2 separate regions of the Sus scrofa genome follow, and region 1 is linked to region 2. Evidence: chromatin contacts called from public HiChIP or PLAC-seq data. All regions are on one chromosome and are shown on one strand. The core of a region is the stretch at or near the end of the contact, and the rest is flanking DNA. Distances in the headings are between cores, read along the strand shown. Region 1 overlaps RASA2 (ras GTPase-activating protein 2). Region 2 overlaps PXYLP1 (2-phosphoxylose phosphatase 1).

Region 1 (7,463 bases), core at 1,391-3,890, 270 kb after region 2:
GTACATTATCACTTGGTAGATCTGAGCTCTAGTCCCAGTTGTGTTTGAACAAATCACTACATAGGAGACTCAAATTTCTCATCCTGTGAAAGGAAAATTTTGTAAGAGAAAACAGTAGCAGTCCTTCCTAACTCATAGAGTTTTAATGAGGTTCAAATGTGACGGTTCTTTGAGACTATAAAGTACTGTATGATTAAGGCCTTACTATTAAGTTCTTTTTAGATAAATTGCTTGATGGACACATGCTTGTTTTCATAGAGAACTTGAGCTGCCTTGAAGTTGCTCCAGATATAGGGTTTTTGAGTTCTTTATGTGGAACATTTGTTAAAGAAATCCTTTTTCATATTATTTGAAAACTACAGGAAAAAAACAAAAATAATCAAGTGCTGTATTCTAGATTGTGTTCTAACCATAGAATATGTTGCATTTGAGATTTGACATGTAGGGAAGATTTGAAAAAGTTACGTTTCGTGTTTTTCCTTGTGTGTTTTTCTTTATATTTCAAAGTGAAGAGAGTGAGGGTGCATCTAGCCATGCCTGATTACTGCGCTTTTTTTTTTTTTTTTTTTGCTTTTTAGGGCCCTATCTGTGGCATATGGCAGTGGCAGTTCCCAGGCTAGGGGTCAAATTGGAGCTACAGCTGCCAGCCTGCATCACAGCCATGGCAATGTGGGATCCAAGCTGCATATGCGACCAGTACCACAACTCACAGCAAAGCCGGATCCATGACCCACTCAGTGAGGCCAGGGATCGAACCTACATCCTTATGAATCCTATTTGGATTTGTTTCCTCTGTGGCACAACAGAACTTCTGATTACTGTAATTTAATAAAGGAACACCGCTGAGAATGCCAAAATTGAAGTAGGAAGAATTGTTGGGGGTGGAAGCAAGGGAGAAAGAAAAGCAAAGGAAAATGTACCAATGTGAGACCTTTCCATTTCCTGGCTAAGGACTTACTTAGTTCAGTTGTTCTATATTTTAAAATGGCTGTTACATCTAACCTGGAGAAAACAGAAAAGGGACAACTTGCAGCAGCAAGCAGATGGTCCTCTGAAAGTCAAGGCCTGACCTGTTTGCTATATGCATGCATACCTGTTAGGCCTTGAAACATTCATTCAAAGGGCCCTTTGTTGAGTTGATTATAAAGTTCAACCTCTGATCTCTAGCTAGAGCAAGAGACCCAGTGCATGCACATGCATACATACATGCAGCAGAAAAACGCAGTAGTAGATTTTGGAGAGCTCTGCTCCTGCTGAGTGGAGCCAAAGGAAAGAGTATTAGAGAAGGAACATTTTGAGCAGAGACATAGAGTCGGAAAAGCAGTTATGTCCAAAGAGTAGCAAGTAGTGATTTGACTAAAAAGGAGTGATGGAACTGAGCTTGAAAAGATAAAGTAGGACCAACTAATGAAAGGCCTTGAAAGCCAAGCTGACGTGCCATGTTACCCACTGAATGTTTTTTAGCTGGGAGGTAATAAGAGTAATGCAGTGTTTTGGGAAGAATTAACCATGGTCTGTGGGCTAGATGGCTGAGAGAGAGAGAACAGAGATCAAGAGAATATTGTAGTTTAGGTGTTTTTTAAAAAAAGGAAAAAGCGGAGTTCCTGTCTTGGTTCAGCGGTAACAAACCTGACTAGTATCCATGAGGACTCAGGTTTGATCCCTGGCTTCACTTGGTGGGTTAAGGATCTGACGTTGCCGTGAGCTGTGGTAGGTTGCAAACTCAGCTGGGATCCATTGTTGCTGTGGCTGTAGTGTAGGCCGGCAGCTGCAGCTCCAATTTGACTCCTAGCCTGGGAACGTCCATATGCCACAAGTATGGCTGTAAAAAGGGGGGTAAAAAGAAAGGAAAAAGCAAGAGGGAGGCAGGGGTCTGATCTAAGAGAATAATATGGAAATAGGAAGAAACGAATGAGAAAGAAACTGCAAATGGCAAGGTAACAAATCAGTTATAGCAGAAAAGGTAAAAGAAGTCAAATGTTCTCATGATTTCAAATCTGGAAAAATAGAAAAGTTAAGAAGGAAAACATAAGTGGTTCAGTTTGGGGCATAATGAGCTTGAGGTTTGACATGTAAAGTCTTCCCATAGGAAGTTCATAACTAGGATGCGTGATGGTTATAGATAAAGAATCAAGAATTGCTTGCAGAGAGTCAAGAAAAAGCCAGGGAGCAGAGGTATATAATAAAGAAGAAAAGTAAAGAAGCTCAGTTTTGCCACATATTAAGTATTCAGCTTTGAGTATGTCTCTTAATTTCTGTACTTTAGCTTCCTCATTTTCAAGATGAGGGTAATAAATCTAGCCCTGCCTGCTTCAGAGCAGTGTTCTGATGAACACAGGAGATAATGGACGTGAAAGCACTTTGTAAACTGCACAGCACTGTGCAGCTCTTAGAGCAAAATGAAAGATAAAACCTGGAGAACACCCATATCTCTAAGTTTCGAGGAAGAAGAGGTACCAGAGAAAGAAGCAAAGGGAGCGGAAGTAGCCAGGATAGTGCCTCTGTAAACGCAGGAAAAGGGTATCTTGGGGAAAAGGGAGTATGACTCTATGGTCACTCATTCAGATAAAGGGGTCAAGGAAGGTGAGAACTAAGAATTCATCATCAGACTTGGTGATTAAGAGAGGGTTTTAGGAGGGTGATGTGTGAGGAAGCCAGATTGTAAGGAGTTTCTGTAGTGAGTGGGTGGTGAGGAAGTGGAGGCTGTAAGGATGGATAACAGTTTTGAGATATTTGTCTGTGAAAGGAAAGAGATAGGAAGACCGTAATTTAAGGGGAGAATTTTTCTCAGACTCGAGTGAGGTGAACAGTCTGGTAAAGAAAGCTGTAATTAAAATAGATTGAATGCTTACTGTATGCTTACTGCATCCTGTGTGTGGGTGGAGCAGTCTTAGAAAAGAGGAGGATCATCTCATGCTCTTGTTCAGAAGAGGATGAGAAAACTCATCAAGTAACGACAGGGCTAGGTGAGAACAGACGTGCTCAGGTGGACAGTAGTTGAGGAAGTTCCTGCGGTGGCCTTGATACTTTCGGTAAAAATGTGAGAAGGAAGTGTGAGGGTGGCATTGGCATCTTAAGAAATGTGGGAAAGTCTTCACTGAAATAGAATGCTTTTACTCTGAGTCACCGACAGATTACATGCAAGCCAGAGAACCCAGTGTTGCTGTGTATCAAACTGATAAGGAAGGGTATGGAGGCAAGATTGATTTTGATAGTTTTACACCACCTTACCTCTCTGCTACTTCCATAGCTATTCTTGTATTTAGCTTTTGAGTAAAATATTACTTAGGCATTTTCCTTTGTTTTTAATAAACGCTGTTGAACCTTTTAGGACTGGTAGTTTTGTAAAGTTCAGGTAGTGAAAAGGTATTTTAAAATTCTTATATTAAAATATTTTGTTTATAGGTAACAAGATCCAGTAGTTATACCAGAAAGTCCCAGTTCCAGGTAGAAGAGGAGGACATTGAAAAGCTGGAGATTAGGTATGTGTTTTGGGGTTTTACAGAATTAAATTTTTCTGTGCCAAAAGAAAATCCTAAATTTAACTGAAAAAGGTGAATCAAGCATAACAGAATTCTTTTTAGCAAGTTGATCAATGAAACTTACAAGGGAAAAAAACAAACTTAGAGGAACATGCATCTAATTTTAAATCCAGATTATCTTCAAATTCTGATTTCTTTGCAGAAATAGTCAAGGTGTATTTATTTTAAAAACAAAATGACCAGGAGTTCCCATTGTGGCTCAGCAGGTTAAAAACCTGACTAGTATCCATGAAGATGAAGGTTTGATTGGATTAGCTCCATGGGTTAAGGGTCCGGCATTGCTGCAAGCCATGGCATAGGTTGCAGATGCGGCTCAGATCTGCCATTGCTGTGGCTGTGGCATACTCTGGCAGCTACAGCTCCTATTCCACGCCTGGGAACTTCCATATGCCTCAGGTGTGGCCCCAAAGAGAAAAAAAACAAAACATAAAAAACCACAAATGATCTAACTTCCACCTATTATATTTTCAGTTTTCCCCAAATTTAATTGCTCTTAAATTTCGAAATCATAGCATAATGGATGCAAAGTATATATAGAAAAGTATATATTAGCCAATTTAGAAATAATTTTTTTATTCTTCTTAACATATCTGCTGTCTAACAGAAATTTCAGTGAGGTAAGAAGTCTTGTAAGATAATTCAACAGGTGCATGTGTTTGAAGTTTGCGTTATTTCCTAGGTCTTAAATATCTATGCTTTTTGGGAGGGGGAAAGTTTTGTAAATGCATGTATAGGTGTGGTGTTAACAGTGTGTTCATCTAAAGGATGTATTAATCACATGTTTGGAATGATCAGGTAATGTATTTGTCTAAATCACCAGTTTTTACATATTAACTGGTTTTAATTGAGAAAGAAACTGTAGTCTTGTGTTGGTTTCTTTTCTCAAATTCAAAAAAGTAACTGTATAATCCTTATTGCTATAGGTTGAAATAAAGCCTAGACTTTGAAACTAAGAAACTTAAGTGCTTTCTTTTAGATTAAGATAATTATGTACTTTCTGTGCTTTTAAGTAAAATCTACTGCAGTATTCTGCTTTCTTATTTTAGATAGGTATATGACAGTGCTAACTCTCTTATTTTTAAGCATGTAAGATTATGTGTCTGGTACTTAGGCCATTTAGTGTCTTTGCCATGAGCATCTTTGCTATAGATATTTCTGCCACAAACATTTTAGCTGCAGAACTAATTGGCTATAAGTCAAATTTGCTGTGAAAGATAAAATAACTGTCTGACAGTTTGGTTTCAACTGGTTGAAATGTGTTGGCATTTGTTCCAGTTGGTGACGTTATCGATAGCTTTATCGAGCTGATAGATGACGATGATTTTCCCTGAGAGTTTCTTATTTTGAAATACACCATGTTGGAGGAGAAATAGTCTGAGGGCCACAAAGGCACAGAGTTGAACCCATGTTTTCCACAGAATTTTGAAACATCTATCAATAGACATGTGACAGTATGCTAAGAAGCAATACGAAGCTCAGAAACAAATATGCATCCTAGTGTTTAGAAACTTATACCTCTCCTAAGGAAGGAAGAAATTATAGCAAAAAAGTACAATGCCAAATAAGGAGACAAATCAACAAGCAAAAACAATGTGTTAAATACTGTGAATGAAAGACTTGGAGGACAAGTGCTTAGGTATAGCCCAGAAAATAAAATCATTTATTTGTACCGTATTGCCGTGAATCTACATACATTTTGAATGTATTCAAACATTTTGTATTTTGCAGTGAAGTCTTTTAGTTATTATTCATTTTTCATGTTTTAGGTACTTGTGTCTTTTTTAATGTCTTTTACTTTTTATCATTTATGACAAAAATTGCCTTATGACTAATTAGTTATGTGGTGAAAATGTTTGTGGCAAAAATGCTTGAGGCAAAGATGTCTGTGGCAAAGACACTTATGTCAAAGTACCCAGAACCCTAAAATTAGTGATATAATAAGAATCATAGTAATTTGAAGCCATTTGTCTGTGTGTGTTCTCCTACACATTGTTTTCAAAAAGTAAAACTAGTTTTAAATTTTCAGGATCGACTTGTGGAACAATGGAAACCTGGTCCAAGATGTTTTCCTAGGTGAGATTAAGGTCCCTGTGAACGTGTTAAGAAATGATTCCTCTCATCAAGCCTGGTAAGAAGACAAGCATTGTAGTGAACTACATGGCAGGTCATCCTCTTTAATGCACTGTATATGCACATAAATGCTTATTACTATAAGCATATTTAAAATTTTTCATGGAATAAGCCCGAAGTCATTAACATTAATTGATTTGATCATTAATTTATTGTTGCAGAAATATAAGTACAATTATATTAGTTTTATGACCTGTTCTCTGGTACTGAGATAAAAGAACTGAATTATCTAGGAATATTTTTTCCACTGAAAACTTAATCTTGGAGTTCCCGTCATGGTGCAGTGGTTAACGAATCTGACTAGGAACCATGAGGTTGCAGGTTCGATCCCTGGTCTTGCTCGGTGGTTTAAGGATCCAGCATTGCCGTGAGCTGTGGTGTAGGTTGCAGACGCAGCTCAGATCCCAGGTTGCTGTGGCTCTGATTAGACCCCTAGCCTGGGAATCTCCACATGCCGCAGGAGCAGCCCCAGAAAAGGCAAAAAGACAAAAAAAAAAAAAAGACAAGAAAGAAAGAAAAAAAACTTAATCTTAACTCTAAAGAAAATATGGAAAACATTTCAAACATTACATAAGAGCTGACTGTGTGAGAGGATGCTTGATCACAGATCAACATCTGCACTTCAGAAACTTTATTAATGGGCAGGTGAGCTGTGGATTTTGAAAGGCAAAGGGTTTATTGTAGGGATTCAGCTATTTATTTGATCTAACCAGTGATTTTCCTTCCCCAAACCCAACTGAAATGCACTGTGGATGGCTTCAATGTTGTTTTCTAAATGTCTAGGATCTAGATGTTGTTGCCTTACCTGATTCAGTTAATATACTTTTCAGGAGCTCTGGTGCCTCAATATTGGCTGCAATATTATTTTACTTCTTCATGACTTCTGATGGTGACGCTAAAGTCATCTTAATGTCCAGACATTAAGCTGATGCCAGTTCCTTTAGTAGAATCAGTGTGAAACTATTGTTTTTTTCTGTCTTAGGCACTTCAAAGCAAGTCTATCCTGTCCCTTCCAGTAGGTTGCCCAGCAGTCCTCATGCTAGACTTGGGTTTCAGCTGAGTATCAAAAACATGCCTTTCTCATTTGCTTTTTAAGGCCCACTTTTTAGAACTTAGTTTTGGTTGCCTGGAAGAGGAGTTGAAGCCGAGTGTTTAGATGCTTCTTACTGTGAGCAACAATCGTATTTTTCTTTAGGAGCTTGCATTTCCTGAATGGCTGTGAGACCGTCTTCACTTTGGACTCTGTTGTCCTCAAGCAGTTCTTCCTGGTAGACTGATAGACTCTCAAAAATTTTTATTTTTACTTCTTACTAATGCAAATCTCAGATTTATTGGTCTTTATAATGGTATTTTACAGGCTGTATTTTCCAAAATGTATCCGTAGATGGAAAAAAAGGAAACATGGTCCCTATGAAATATTCTTGAACATTTGAGGCTTGTCACCACCCCAACCCCTAAATCATCTTACACCTTCCATAAAGTAGCATCCATGTTAAAATGAAAACTTCTGAACTCAGTTCATGAAGTCTTTAAAGTTATATGCGACTTGGTACAAAATAAAATGTGAGCTGTGGTGCCTCCCAAGGCCTCTCAAAGTGATCTTGAAATGCTCCACATAGTCTGAATTTTAAGTAAGACATCTACAGACAGACCCTCCGAATTTGGCAAAACTTTGTTAAACTACCTTGACAGTATAGGATGTAAGAAAACTCACAAATTTATTTTATTCCCTATAGATTTTTTTTTTTTTTTGCCGATAATATTTTAAAAGTAGCCTGTGTAAATTATAAG
Region 2 (7,603 bases), core at 3,286-5,785:
CTGCGTGACCCATCTGGTGTTGCATAGATAATTATTGATGACAAGAGGGTAATGGCATTGTGAAAGAGGCAGGGCCTGGAGGGGGCTCAAGAAACACTTCTTGAATGGGAAGCAGACTTGTTGCAACTCTGAAGTCCAGCCTAATTCAGAGAGAGAAGATAGTTGCTCATGGTGAAAATCCAGCTGCCCTCTGGGCCCCTCCAGCCAAACTGCGCCTTCCCCAGACCATGCATGTCGTGACCTGCTTTGCTTTCCCCGCAGTCCACCTGATCCCGGTGTCGGTAGCTAAGAATGGAGTGAATGGCAAGAGTCGAAAGAGAATCATGCCCGACCCGGTGACGGAGCCCCCTGTGATGGACCCTGTTTACGAAGCTCTTCTGTACTGCAACATTCCAAGTGTGGCCGAGCGCAGCATGGAAGGTAGGCCTGGCTGCGCTGCCCAACTGGGTACCATCTTCCCGAAGCATCTAAGGAGCTAGAAGGCCAGGGCCCAAATCCTGCACTTGCACAGGCTGTGCCCTTGAATGAGTTCCCAGGTCAGTTTCCTCTCTTGTAAAGTGGGAGTAACTAGCAGTACCTCCTCACAGGGCTGCTGGGAGGATTGAGTAACCGCCTTGAGTATCATGAGGCTCGCGATAAGCCCTCCACAAATGTTTGCCATCATCCTGATTCTCTAATGAGACAGCAGGATGGAAAGATGGCATCATCGGGCTCTAGGGTGTCACCTTGGCCAATCCCTTTCCCGGGCAGGCTCTCTCAGGGCCTAGGACCTCCACAGCATGCCCCCTGGTGTCTTGCAGTAAAAATTTAGGAAAATGATTTCCATGTTGAGATTTGCTTTTTGGAAAGTATATAAAAGAATGATGTTGCATATGGCAGAAGTCACTGTTGCCAGTATTTCTGTGGGCCTCCCCCTAGTCTGTGGAAGTGTTCGAGGCTCCATGAATAGTCTTCTCCACATTTCACTGGCCTCCACCCCCAGCCACACTTCCAGAGCCTCCCAGTGACTTCCAGAGGTCTGGGACACAGCCAGCCCTCTCGCATTCCTCTGCCCTGCCTTATGAGGCTCATCAGAGGCCCCCCACCCAGAATGGAACCCTTCCACCATGGTCACCCCTTCCTGCCTCTGCAAGGTAAAAGGGCTGGACCCTTCCCGGGTAATCCTGACCATGTGCTTCTCTCCTGCAGGTCACGCTCCGCATCATTTTAAGCTGGTCTCCGTGCACGTGTTTATCCGACACGGAGACAGGTACCCACTGTATGTCATTCCCAAAACCAAGCGCCCAGAAATTGACTGCACTCTGGTGGCTAACAGGTAAATTGCACTTTTCCTAAAAGTCATTTTCAAGAATCTGTTGTCCCTGAATCAAAAGGCTGACTGGAGAATTACAGGATGGGGAATGGCCTGCACTTGACAGTGAGGGCTGTTGGCCAGGAATATGATCTTCAGAACCATTCTGCAGGTTAATCCCATTTCACACTTGAGAGGACAGAAGCCCAGAGAGGTGAGGACACCTTTTTTAAGGCCACACAGCAGATAAACTGGGATTTGAGCCCAGGCCAGTCTGTTGTCTGCAGGCTCCCACCCAGCTGTTCTTCAGGGTGAGAAACATCTGGGACATGGTGCAGTGAGCACTGGGTTAGGAGTCCTGGGACCCCTTGGCCATTCCGTTTAGAGTAGCAGCTAAGACCCTTAGTCTCACTAAGCCTCAGTCTTCTGTCTGTAAAATGGGGGTGACGATGCTGACCGTGTGGGGTTGGGGTGAGGAGTAGGTGGGATGAGAGGAGGATGCACGTTACCAGTTGCAAAGCCACACACATGGAAGACATTCCTTCTGCCTTTTCATTCTTCATGGGAGTAGAGACAGCCTGTTCTCAGTTGAGAGGCCTTTGGATGAAAAATACTTGGAAAGAGAAAAGAAAGTGTGCATGTGGAAATGGCAAGGCTCTTTATAAAATGAGAGGCACAGTTAGCAATAAAGTGATGGGCCAGGCCTCAGCAAATGGTTTGGAGGCACGTAACACCCCAAGTAGCATTTACTAATGAGGAGAGGAAACGGGGGGAAGTGCTCGGTGGGGAAGACATTATTTTGATGGGGTGCCTTGAGTGCCACCTTGCCCCAGGTGGTGCCAGCCTGCTGGAACTATGCATTGCCTCCCTGCAGTCTGGCTGTCAGTTTACAGTGGGCTGTGGTGTGGACCCAGGAGTTCCAGGTTCATCTTTTGCATCTCAGCCTTCTTATTGTCTAATATCCTGGGGAAGATGAAGTGAATCATTTTATGTAAAAACATCATGAAATACCGTGTGACTCTAGCCTTTCATTTCCTGCTGGAGGTCACGAAGTTGACAGCCTTATTTTTCTATGTTCAGCAATCATGGATGCATGTCCTCTTGTTCCAAGGGCTGGAAAACACCCTAGGTCGAGTCCAACCTGCACAGACGCTGGCTCTCTTCCTCATCTCCAGCCCTCTCTACCAGCCTTTCTGCTGGAACCCTCTGCCCCTGCCAACCACTGCCTGCCAGCCCTTCCCCCTTTAGGCCTTTGCACCTGCCGTTTGGCTTGCTGGCCCCCTCCTCTAGATCCCTCCAGGCCTCCTGAGATAGAACCCCTCCTAGGAAACTCCCTGTGTGTTAGGAGGGATCCTCTGCTTATATTTGGCACTGCCACCACCTCACTCAACCCGAAAAGCAGGGTATATGGGAAGGATCCCAGGACAAAATATTTAATGACCAGACCTCAGCTGGCTTTAGGACTAGGGGAAAGGTGCTGTGCTGGTGGTGTGCTTGCAGCCTTTAGTTTCTGGGCTAGAGCATCCAGAGTGGCGGGAGAGCACAGGGTGGGATGAAGGGAGGGCAGCTCAGGGAAGTGGCTTTGCTCCACCGGGCACAGCAGAGCATTAGCGTGTTAACAACTGGCACAGCCCTGCCATTGCTCACTGGATATCTGCCCTTTGAACAGTGACCTGGCTGGACTACTAGGCCTCTGAGCTGGCCGGACATAGGGCAGCCTCAGAACTCTGTGGGTGGTACCATGCTTCAGCCCAGGCAGCTCACAGCTTCTGCCCCCCTTTCTCTTGTTGGACTTCAGATTCCCAGGTGTGAGAATGGGTCTGTCCCTAGACCAGTCAGTGGTTGCTGGCAGGCACCTGGGCACCAGGAGGCCTCTGGAGGCCACTTAGTTGTTCCCAGGGACGGGACCCATGGGGTGGGGCCACTGGGCAGCTCACAGCCATCCCTGGGGTACTCTGCAGCTTGTCTGCCCGGCATCGTTCTCTCTTCCCTCCACTCACCACCAGCTCTCAGGGCACCGAGTCTCACTCCTTCCTGTATCACTGTGCCCAGCCCGAGCCCACATGTAATCGTTGTTGGACTGGGTCCATTGCAGAATGAACTCAGGACCTCAGTGAGAATCACAGGTCATCATTGCTTTGTGTATCTATTGTAGTAGATTTGAACCTCAGCGGTGAAATCGTCTAAAGCCGTGGTCACCTATTTGATGGAAGGCAAATCCCTTCACCTCTCTGAGCCTCAGTGTTTTGTTCTGGAGCAGGGGATAGTAATACTTCCCTAAAATATCCCTCTGAAATCCAACTAAGGTGATGGGGTAAAGCTCTGAGCCTGATCTCCACTGAAAACTTGATAAGTGGTGTTTTATTTATCACCACAGCCTGGAGTCTTCCAGGCCCAGACTCTTCCTCTCTCAGTTGTGGTCATAAAGCCAGGCCAGCTCCCAGGGCCGCTGTTCTGCCCCAGCAATGGCAGGGCCCTGTTTCTGGAACTCCCACTTGAGGGGCGAATGTCCTGGGGACCAGCTGCTCTGGCCACCTCTGTCCTCATTTCCCTTCGCCTTGATCTTTTGGCCTAGTTCTGTGTTATTCAGCGTTCTGTATTTTTAGAAGCTACTTTCAGGCCTTTATAGAAAATGGGTGGGGTATGCATGTTTAATTAATTAATGGCATTTAATGAATTCCAGCTTTAAAAACAATCGAAGTTGACTTGTCACTATAAGCACACATTTCTGGGTAAGAGTGAACAGGACTCCCAGCAAAGGGGACCCACTTTGGGCCTCTGAATCTCCTGTGACTGTGGGATTTGGGTCACCAGCTATGCCTGCTGCCTTCGCAGGTGCCAGTTCAGCCTCACGAGGCTTCATAAATTGTGGCCTCTTTGAAGGCTGTATGTCCTGAAGTGTGCCCATGACTCCTGCCTGCCTTGTGAAGGAGCCTGTCTGGGCCAGCAAGGGTGGGGGTTTGCAAGAAGCAGAATCAGTATAGCCAGACGCCCTGCTGTTTCCCTTCACAGGGACGCCTTCCATGACTCTCAACGTCTTTGTAGGGGAAGCTGCCTCTGTGTAGCTGTGGGGCTCAGGAACATGGTCTTGCTGTGAGACAGAGGTTGATTTGACAGTTCAGCATGTATGTAGATGGCAGGTGAAGCTGAGGCTTGCATAGTAACACACACACATAGCCTGTGGAGCGAGGGAAGGGCCAGAAACAGTCCTATGAGAGCCGCAACCAGTTATAGCCCAGAGAGAAAGGAGGGGCCCAGGAGGAGATGGTGAATTTGCAAAGAGGAAGAAGGCAGGAGGGTTTCAGGAAGGGGAAGGAAGGCGGGTAATCACGTCAAATAGAGCAAAAAAAAAAAAACTAGGAACCTAAAGACTAAAGAAAGTATATTATCTTTTTTGTTTATAAAAATATAATACATTCTTGAATTAACGTAAATGGTAAAAACTTATTCCAGTGTCCAGTCACATAAAGTTTTTAAACTTTTTTCTGATAAAAGTGTCACTAGTCTTTTGCTATTTTTTTAGGGCCGCACCGGTGGCATTTGAAGGCTCCCAGTCTAGGGGACTAATTGGAGCTACAGCTGCCGGCCTACACCATAGCCACAGCCACAGCCACATCAGATCGGAGCCTCATCTGTGACCTACACCACAGCTCACAGCAATGCCAGATCCCCAACCCACTGGGCAAGGCCAGGGATTGAACCCACAACCTCATGGTTCCTAGTCAGATTTGTTTCCGCTGCTCCAAGACAGGAATTCCCAGGGTCACTAGTCTTATACCTCTTCTCGGCTTGTTTCAGTGTTCTGTGCAGAATTCAGTAGTTGCTTTGATTGTGACCAAAGCACAATGTTTTCTTATAGGCGTGTAGATTAGCCTTCTGTCCCAAACTTTGTGGCATAAATGGGTATAAAAAATGTAAATAAAATGCATATAGAAATGTAAATAAGAGCTCTGCAGTGAATTGTTTGAAGGCCTAAGGTAGTAGCACTGCTGGTTCTTTCAATTTCCAAAATGAAAGTAGAATTCCAAGGCGAATACATGGGTTTTTCCTGAAGAAAACTCATAATCATTTCTGTGTTAGTTAGGGTAAGGCCAGGCTGCATGCTGTTATAATAAAGAGAGCCAAGGATGCATTGCCTTGGATTACAGAGGTTTATCTCTTCCTTGCATGAAGGTCTGAATGAGTGTTCCAGGTTGTATGACTTGGTTCCACCTGGTCATTCAGGGTCCCGGGTTCTTTCCAGGTTGTTTCCACCATGCCCTAGGGATGTCTATGTGACTGAACCTTGGTTGCAGCTGTGCCTGAGCAGTGGCCAGAGGGAAGGAAGAGAGTGTGGAGGGGGCATGTCCATGATCTGAAAGCCTAACATCCTTCCATTCCATTAGTGAATACTTAGTCACATGGCCCCCTGAACCAGGACCTCAGAAATGGGATCTAACCAAGTTCCCAAGAAGAGAAGAATAGATTTTAGTGTATAACTGTTGAAGAAAAACCAGAGCCAGACAGTAGACAAAGCAGTAAAAACAGTAGGGGTAGAATTGGGCTCAATTCCAAATGCAGAATGAACAAATGGGGCCTTACAGCCAAGGAGCAGGGTGTGGGGGGGTGGTCAATGGATGGAGAATTACTCAGAGGAGATATCAGGGGTGAGGGGTTCTGGCTAAACTGACTCCACAGGCATCTTGCTGAAGGCAGACTAGGGTGATCAGATACCATGGGGGTGGGAAGTTCAGGGATCTGGTCAAATATCAAGAGTGGGAGAGTCTGGTTAAACTGACTTAGCAGGATTTTTGCTAAAACTGGGATATGCAAAGATATACATAAATCCAAAGACCATGAAAGTCCAGGATTTCCCCTAGTGGCACAGTGGAAACGAATCAACTAGGAACCATGAGGTTGCAGGTTCGAACCCTGGCCTCGCTCAGTGGGTTAAGGACCTGGCGTTGCTATGGCTGTGGCGTAGGCTGGCAGCTGTAGCTCGGATTAGACCCCTAGCCTGGGAATCTCCATATGCCACCGGTGCAGCCCTAAGAGGACAAAAAAAAAAAAAAAAGACGCGAAAAAAAACAAAGACCATGAAAGTCCAAAGGTTAAGGCCTTGTTCCGAAGAGGGTTCAGAGGAGACTAAAGTTTGGTCAAAGAGGTTCACAAGTAATAGTTTCACTCTCGGTGGCATTTATTTATTTATTTATTGGCCACCCCGCAGCACATGAAGTTCTCAGGCCAGAGACTGAATCTGAGCCACAGTTGCAACCTACACTGCAGCAGTAGCAACACTGCATCCTTTTAACCCACTGTGCTGGGCCAGGGATCGAACCTGTGTCCTGGTTCTGCAGAGACACCAGCAATCCCATTGTGCCACAGCAGGAACTCTTGGCCTTTACTTATTTTGCTTTTTAGGGCCAGACGTGCAGCATTTGGAAGTTCCTGGGCTAGGGGTCTAGTCAGAGCTGCAGCTGCTGGCCTACGCCACAGCCACAGCCACGTGGGCTCCAAGCCTGTCTGTGAACTGTACCACAGCTCATGGCAATGACCGATCCTTAACCCACTGAGCGAGGCCAGGGATTGAATCCGCATCTTCATGGATACTTAGTCGGGTTTGTTAGTGGTAACCCACAACCGGAACTCCACCTGGCCTTTATTTTTAATATTTACATCAAAATCTGACTCTTTTAATAAACACAGTTGGAACTTGCCATATTCATTACTGCAAACTATAGAAGGCATGAACTTTACATGGAGCATCTAAGGATGGGGTACTTCACAGTGGGATTCATTCACATGTGTTTTGGGGGTCTCTGCCACATGCTAGGTAGGTGCCCTCTCAGCTCCAGAGATAGCGGCAGGACCTGGTCATTCAGATCCAAGAGAGGCTCCCTGAGTCAGGTTACCTGATCTTCTTCCTGTACAAAAGACCCAGTCATTTGTGATCTCTACCATAAGTGAAGAGATAGAAGATAAATCTTCATCTTTCCATATCAAAAACAAGTTCCCATGAATACAGTTAGATAGTAATGCATCCTTAAGCAGTCGGATGCCCTGAAAACCTAGGACATCACAGCAAATATTCTCAGTAGTGAAATTTCATTTCTAAAATTGGCAGCAAAGCTTTCTCAGATCCTCAGAAATCACCAACCTGAAATAATGGCCTGGAGCAGAACATTTGACTCCCGTTGATGGATAGCCTTTGTTTATGTGGATTTGTTTTGGCAGCCTCATTATCAGTCTGGACATTTTATTTCCCAGTTTGCAGATATTTATGTATTTTAGCTTCAGGAAAAATAACATCCCCTCTGTTTTTATGGAAAGCCA

What was found. HiChIP or PLAC-seq counts read pairs in DNA pulled down with a chosen protein or histone mark.
Region 1: an H3K27ac HiChIP or PLAC-seq map of alveolar macrophages shows a contact between it and region 2. The contact joins two enhancer-like sites. A contact is called at or near these places in 8 of 47 Hi-C or Micro-C datasets (alveolar macrophages, blood, omental adipose tissue and 3 more) and 1 of 2 datasets of contacts at active chromatin or transcription factors (alveolar macrophages).

Annotation. Positions count from the first base shown.
Region 1 is chr13:82,301,006-82,308,468 of Sscrofa11.1, forward strand. RASA2 (ras GTPase-activating protein 2) reads left to right here. Exons shown (of 24, transcript XM_021069545.1): 8 at 3,406-3,482; 9 at 5,569-5,670. Among named protein-coding and RNA genes, the nearest start is that of RASA2, 75 kb to the left of the region's middle. Within about 2 kb of position 2,641, at least 3 of the 83 cell types and tissues checked have an H3K27ac peak or open chromatin away from gene starts, as enhancers often do. A contact at or near this core is called in alveolar macrophages, where this site is marked.
Region 2 is chr13:82,028,431-82,036,033 of Sscrofa11.1, forward strand. PXYLP1 (2-phosphoxylose phosphatase 1) reads left to right here. Exons shown (of 7, transcript XM_013982091.2): 4 at 262-420; 5 at 1,189-1,315. Among named protein-coding and RNA genes, the nearest start is that of PXYLP1, 81 kb to the left of the region's middle. Within about 2 kb of position 4,536, at least 5 of the 83 cell types and tissues checked have an H3K27ac peak or open chromatin away from gene starts, as enhancers often do. A contact at or near this core is called in alveolar macrophages, where this site is marked.